Regions from separate parts of the Canis lupus genome. Here region 1 is linked to region 2. Evidence: chromatin contacts called from public Hi-C data. All regions are on one chromosome and are shown on one strand. Each heading gives the region's core, a stretch centred on a gene start, on an enhancer-like site or on the middle of the called end of the contact. The rest is flanking DNA. Distances are from core to core; before and after follow the strand shown. Region 1 has its middle 17 kb from the start of RFC4. Region 2 holds the start of EIF4A2 (eukaryotic initiation factor 4A-II).

Region 1 (3,115 bases), core at 1-2,500, 40 kb before region 2:
GTTTTTTTTCTTAAGATTTTATTTATTTATTCACGAGAGAGAGAGAGAGGCAGAGACACAGGCAGAGGGAGAAGCAGGCTCCATGCGGGGAGCCCGATGCGGGACTCGATCCCAGGACCCCGGGATCACGCCCTGAGCCGAAGGCAGATGCTCCACCGCTGAGCCACCCAGGTGCCCCTAAAATTAATTTTAAAACTAAAAAACCTAAACGTAAATTTCTCATAGGTCAACACGGCCCCAACCCTCCCCGAAACGGAATAGCCTCGGCCCCACAGCGACACCGCGGCGGGCTGCACCACAGCAGGGGCGTGGCCTCCTCCGGCCTCCGTACGCAGGCCTGGCGCTCGCGCAGGCGCGTGAACAGTCCCGGGGTTCGCGGGCGTCCGCACTAGGTCCCCGCGCAGGCGCTGGTACTAGCGGAGCAGCCCCGGGGGTTTTCGGCGCTCGCGCAGGCGCGTGGGGAGCAGCCCGGGTCCCGGCGCTCGCGCAGGCGCGTGGGGAGCAGCCGCGGGTCCCGGAGCTCGCGCAGGCGCGCGAGGAGCAGCCCCCACCCCCCGCCCGGGTCCCGGCGCTCGCGCAGGCGCGTGGGGAGCAGCCCCGGAGCTGGCGGCCGTGTGTGCCCAGAGCCGGACGGGGAGCCGCTCCCCGCTCGTCCGCGGCGCGCAGGGGCGTGGGGGGCGGCGGCCCCGCGGGCAGGCCCCTGGCAGGCGGTCCCGGTGCTCCCCCCGGCCGGCCGGGGTGCAGGTCCGCAGGGCGCTCAGGGTGGGCCGGGCCGTCGGCGCCCCCGCGGCCTGCGCGGGGACGGAGGCGGCGCCGTGGTCCGGGGAGGGGCCCCGCGCGTCCTCAGGCGCCCGCACCGCGCCTGCGCGCGCACCTCGCGGCCGCCCCGGGACGCTGGCTCGGTCCGGGCGTCCTGAGGCTCCAGGGAGAGTCGGAGGAGCCGCGGCCGACGAGTCCTCTTACTGTTCTTTCCTCGTTCTTGTTTGTTTGTTTGTTTGTTTTGGGGGGTACAAAGAAAGTTATTTTATTATTATTTTTTAATTTAGTTTGCCAACGTCTCCCATCAAGTGGCACGCTCACATGCCCTCATCACACCTGAACACAAGGGCTTCGTGGCCTCAGTGCCCCACACAAGGCCGAGGGGTGGGCGTGGGGGTGGGCGTGGGCCGGGGACCCCAGGGCCACCCGCTGCAAAGCCAGGCGTGGGGCCGTCCCCCAGGCTGGGGGACGATGCTGCACCTGAGAGACCTGACAGCCGGTCCCAGCCACTCCACAGGTAAGTGGCACCTGGGGCAAAATGATGACCAGGCACTGGTGGCTGCTTTCCCCTCTCCTGTGGGCCCAGCGGGAGGGGACGGGGACCCTCAGCCAGGCACAGGGCTGGCGCAGAGGACCTCACACACTCGGCCACGGGTAGACTGCAGCATTTCGGGGTCATCTGGGCCATTCCCTGCCTTCAGGAAGGATCTGCCTAAGCCTGGAGAGAGATGATCCTCCCAGCGCTGACAGTCCCCGGATGCCACCTCCCTGCTGGCGACTGTCAAGTGCTTGTGGCCTTCCTGGCAATTCCACAGGTAAGAGAGGAGGCCTCCACTTTAGGGCAATGTTTTCCTAATGTCTTAAGATAGAAAGTTTACATCTTGACCCAGTGTATAGGCAAACACAGGGATACATATTAAAACAGGTTTTACACAGAACATTATCCTCAGAGATAGGAGTGAGCTTGTCTTGATTAGCGCTGAATAATGTCTACAGCTGTTGGATTACTGTATTGTACCCTTGAGACTAATAAAGCACTGTATGTTAACTACACTGGAATTAAAATTTTTTTAATTAAACTAAAAATGAAATTAAATTTAAAAAAGCATATTACCCTCCTTACGAGTGATGCCCTTAAGAGTTTGAATTGTGTAATTGCAATAAAAAAGTTTTCTTAAAGATTTTATTTCACAGAGAGAGAGAGCACAAGCAGGACATAGTGGCAGAGGGAGAAGGTGAAGCAGGCTCTCCACTGAGCAGGGAGCCTGATGCAGGGCTCCATCCCAGAACCCTGGGATCATGACCTGAGCTGAAGACACACTTAACTGACTGAGCCACCCAAGTATCCCTAATTTCATTTTTTTCTAATGCTGGCCTATACATACTGAGTCGATTTTTTTGGCCTACTAATGGTTTAAAACCCATAGTTTAAAAAAAGCACCCTTCTAGGGTAGGGCAGAAGGAGAAAGAAAATAAAGAGAACCAGAAGGAAAATGGTAGGGACTCGGGAAAGGCAGAACAGAGAAAGAAGACAAGGACAGAGTGCAGAAGGTGTTTTGTGGGAGGTCCCATAGGTGCCTGCCACGATGTCCCTTCCAGGGCATGGGCTCTAGCATACAATACCATCCCACTCTGTGCCCTTGGGGTTATGTCTCCCATAAGACCCTGGGCCAGTCGGTGGCAAGACAAAATCTTTTTCACTCTGGAAGCCCCGCAGCTCCCAGGAAAGGAGCTCTTAAATCAGGCACAACCTTAGAGAATAGGCCTTAGTCAAAATTTTTCATTCTCTAGGGATGAAAATGCCTTGAAGGGTTCAACCAGTCAGTGATTATTTGGCACAGTCAGGATTTTGCCCAGTGGGTCACAAGCATCAGTTTTTCATCCATAGTGAAGATAACCATATCTATTTTAGAGAGTGAGAGGATTAACACTATGTGCATCAAGAACATTAGCATGCCTGGCACATCATAGCAGTTCAATAAATAGCACCTGCTATTATTGTTAGTAGTAACAAGAATTTATTTATTTATTTTTTGAATTTAAAATATATATATTATATCTCAAAACAGCACTGGCCACTTCAGGTATTCTCCAGTCACTAACTTTTTGGGGAGATTTGGCTGCCAATGTCTTCACCCTAGACAAAACGGAAATCCTCATAGACACTTAAGGAAATGACCTTAGAAATAAAAAGAGAAAATATGTGCGTACATAAATCAGCAAAAAACTAATTCAAGCACTTAGACCTTAACAAATGTTCATATTGGCTACACCAGCATTTTAAGTTGGTGTACATTTTTGAAAAATTAATAGAATAATCTTACTTCCCCCAGTGATTTCGGTCAGTGTTTTGGGA
Region 2 (3,318 bases), core at 659-3,158:
TGCATTCAAACTTAAAAATGGGAACAGATGTAGTCCACCCTGAAAACACTTTGGTTTCTCAAATCTGTTACACAACCCTGCAAACCATACCTGCACACCCAGTTCCTATTTTTAACTCAACAAAAACTCCCTGCATGCATGGACAATTAGGAGGGCTCCTATCGATAGGACCAATTTATACTAAGTTTTAAATTCTTCACAGTTGTGAAACCTGAAACCTATGCAACACGCAAGCAGTTTTTTTGAACTACACTATCAATACCTGTTGAGCCAGTTCTCTGGTGGGGGCCAATACTAGTGCTTGGGTCTCCTTGAACTCAATCTCCAACTGTTGCAGGATGGAAATAGCAAATGTGGCTGTCTTGCCAGTACCTGACTGAGCTTGAGCAATCACATCATACCCTAAAAAAAGTAGGATACATATTTACCGATCCCACATCAAACCGCCACTTCTAGTTCACACCATGTATTCCGTTTGGAACATTAATTATGCCCAAATAATCAAGTGATCAGCAATGAGTATTCTCTTCATTTCAGGTCAGTCCCGAAAGATGATTGCCATCATTTCACTTTAAGGAATACAAACAGGTGCTATTCCCCCAGAAGTTACTTTCCCTTTTATGGTCCAGGTCAGTTATGTAGAACAGTTAATGCATGTTTCAAAAAGGGCTAGCTAGCTCGTTTACCTTTAATACAAGGAATAATAGCTCTCTGTTGAATAGCTGAAGGCTTCTCAAAACCGTAAGCATAGATGCCCCGAAGAAGAGACTCCTTTAAATTCATATCGTCAAAGTTATCAACAATCTCATTCCAGTTGCTCTGTAAATCACACACAAAAGGACGCCTGAGTAAGTCGGATGAACACCTCACCTTGCCCACGTTCCAGAATCCAACACAGAGGTCTTACCTCGATGACACCATCGGGGTCCATTCCCTCTGGGCCTCCATGTTCTCTGCCGACAAGAACACCGCAGTTAGAGAACGTCCCTCTCCCCAGCCCTCTTACCTGCACGGCCCGGGGACGGCCTAGGCTAGGCCGGCCACTCTCCCCACACGTGCGCACCACCCGCGCCTGCAGTCCGGGGAGCCGGCGGCGCAGCGCCCGTCACGTTCCGTGCGCGCCCGCCCCAAGGCCGACCACAGGGGACGCCCAGGAAAGGCCCACGGCCGCCGGCCCTTCCCCCAGCCCGAGCGCCAGGCGCTCCCGTCTCGGCGCCAGCCGGTCTCGCGAGAGCTCCACGCGCTGAGCTCCGCCCCTCACACTGCGCAAGCCGCGGTGATTGACGCGGGCCGCGGCCCGGCGAGAGCGGTGCCAACGGTTCGCGGGGACCCGGTTGCCGGCGCGGCCCCATCCGCCCGCAAGGCCGCGGCCGGCGAGCGGGCGGGCGCCGCCGTCCCCTCCCCCCGCCCAAAGCCGAGCCTGCAACTCGCGCCTTCCGCCGCCGGTAGAGCTCCCCCCCCGCTACACGGTGTCGACTGCGGACTGCGCCACCGCTCAACTAAAACGTGCGCCGGCGGGCGGGGGACGCGCCCGGGATGCCAGGGCGTCTTCGGGAGGGGACGGGGGGAAAAAAAAGCCCCTCCAACCAGTCCGTTTTTGTACCCTCGTCTCCCCGCAGGCCAGGCCCTACCCATCATGGAAGCTTCTCGAAGGGCAGAGAGGCGCTGAGCCTCCAGGAAACGCCCGCGAACCCGCAGCCCCCAGGCTGCTCGCCGACCGCCAGCACCTCCGCCGGCGTCGCACGACCCGCCACGACCCGCCGCGACCCCCGGCCCCGCGGCAGCGCCGTACCTGTTATAGTCCGCGGAGCCACCAGACATGATCCGAAGAGCCACTCAGCGCCCGACTGGAAAGACAGCGGCGCCGCGCCACCCGTTTTTTATAGGCTCGCGGCCGGAACCCGTTTTCTCGCGGAGGAATTTTCTCGTCGCTCTCCGGTCGCCCACCAAATTGTGATCCTGGGGTCCTTACCTCGGAGAATAGCCCAAGCAAGTGGGTGGGAAAACCCAAATTTGGTTATTTCTCGATATTACGGGGCCGCGGGACATGCCGGGGCCTTGGGGGCGGCTGGGACTCTTTGCCTCGCGGCGGAAGAATATTGCAGCAAGCGGTGGCCAAACCGCGCTCCCGGCCCGCCCCGCTCCTACGGGGTTTCCGCGGCCCCGAAGCAGAGGCGGCCGGGGGAGCGAGCGGCCGGGAGGCGGAAGCCCGGGGCGGCTGCGTGCGCGGCGGCCGGCCTCTCCCCGCGGGCGGCGGGGCGAGCTTGCGGTCCGGCGCCCGGGGGTGGGGGCGGCGGCGGCGGCGGGGACGGGGACGGGGGCGCGGCCTCGCGCTGCACGGGGGCACCTGGGGCTGCCCCGCCGGCTCCCCCCGCGGCTTAATTCTCCGGGGAAGAGCCGCCTGGCCTTCGGCGGGGCGCTTAACACCCATCCAGAGCCTAAAAGTGTGAAAACTTCCTGCTCGGGAAAATGTCGGCCTCCGAGCAGGTCCCCGAAGCCCGGTGCCCCCGGCGCACCGCAGGGCACTGTGCCAAGCGAGGCAAAAGCGTGCAGTGCCCTTTGCAGGGGTCCCCGCGGCAGCCGACGCTGCTCTCAGGTTGCCCCCGGTCTCCTCTCGCTCGCTCGCTCTTAAAAAATAACGCTGACCGCCCTAACGCGTGGGGAATGAATGCCCGACAAAATCATCCTGAACTTTTGCAAATGGTTAACAGCTAAGGACTGGTTTTCCTTACAACGTAGGAATTTAAATGGACGCTTCCGGCAGATAGAGCTCCGTGCCCCCTTTGGGACTAGATAGATTTTTTTTTTTTTTTTGATTCGGGTCTATGTTGCTCTTTTCTTTTTTCCCCCAAAAGGCTTTGAACTTTAATTGCTTCATACCGAATGCATGTTGATTTAGTGGAAATTGAGAGCGATACAACCCCTGCTGCTTAAATAAACTGCACGATTCTTGAAGCCGCGGAGGTTTCCGACTGTAGCCCTGACCCAGGCCTGGGGTAGGCCCAATGCATTTAGTCATTTCATTTTAAAAATACTACCCACACTGCGAGATATCATCAGGGAAACATTTTTCTCGTTAATTCAGAAGGCCACCGAAGATCTGCTACCTGGAAAAACTGACATAATTTTCTACGTCTGCGTATGATGGTTGATTCTAAATACATTGCTTTCAAAAAAAAAAATTATTGTGCCAAGAACTCTGAGAAAAACTAATACCGAGATGACAAAGTAGGCGTAGGTCTCAGTTTAGGGATGCTGCTCCTAATTAATCCCCCTGTAATAATGTTCAAATTCAGATTTGAGATAATGCGGGATATG

Evidence for each region. Hi-C and Micro-C count contacts between places; a contact is called where the count stands out from the background.
Region 1: a contact with region 2 is called in a Hi-C map of blood, with 6 times the contacts expected there. The contact joins the enhancer-like site here to the promoter of EIF4A2 in region 2. A contact is called at or near these places in 3 of 9 Hi-C or Micro-C datasets (amygdala and blood).

The regions. Positions count from the first base shown.
Region 1 is chr34:19,563,111-19,566,225 of UU_Cfam_GSD_1.0, reverse strand. No RefSeq gene overlaps it. Among named protein-coding and RNA genes, the nearest start is that of RFC4, 17 kb to the right of the region's middle. Within about 2 kb of position 1,250, at least 15 of the 20 cell types and tissues checked have an H3K27ac peak or open chromatin away from gene starts, as enhancers often do. A contact at or near this core is called in blood, where this site is marked.
Region 2 is chr34:19,523,925-19,527,242 of UU_Cfam_GSD_1.0, reverse strand. EIF4A2 (eukaryotic initiation factor 4A-II) reads right to left here and starts at 1,908. Exons shown (of 12, transcript XR_005383853.1): 1 at 1,793-1,908; 2 at 908-953; 3 at 687-819; 4 at 263-402. It overlaps LOC119867582 (a small nucleolar RNA gene), which reads right to left and starts at 572; the gene lies at 504-572.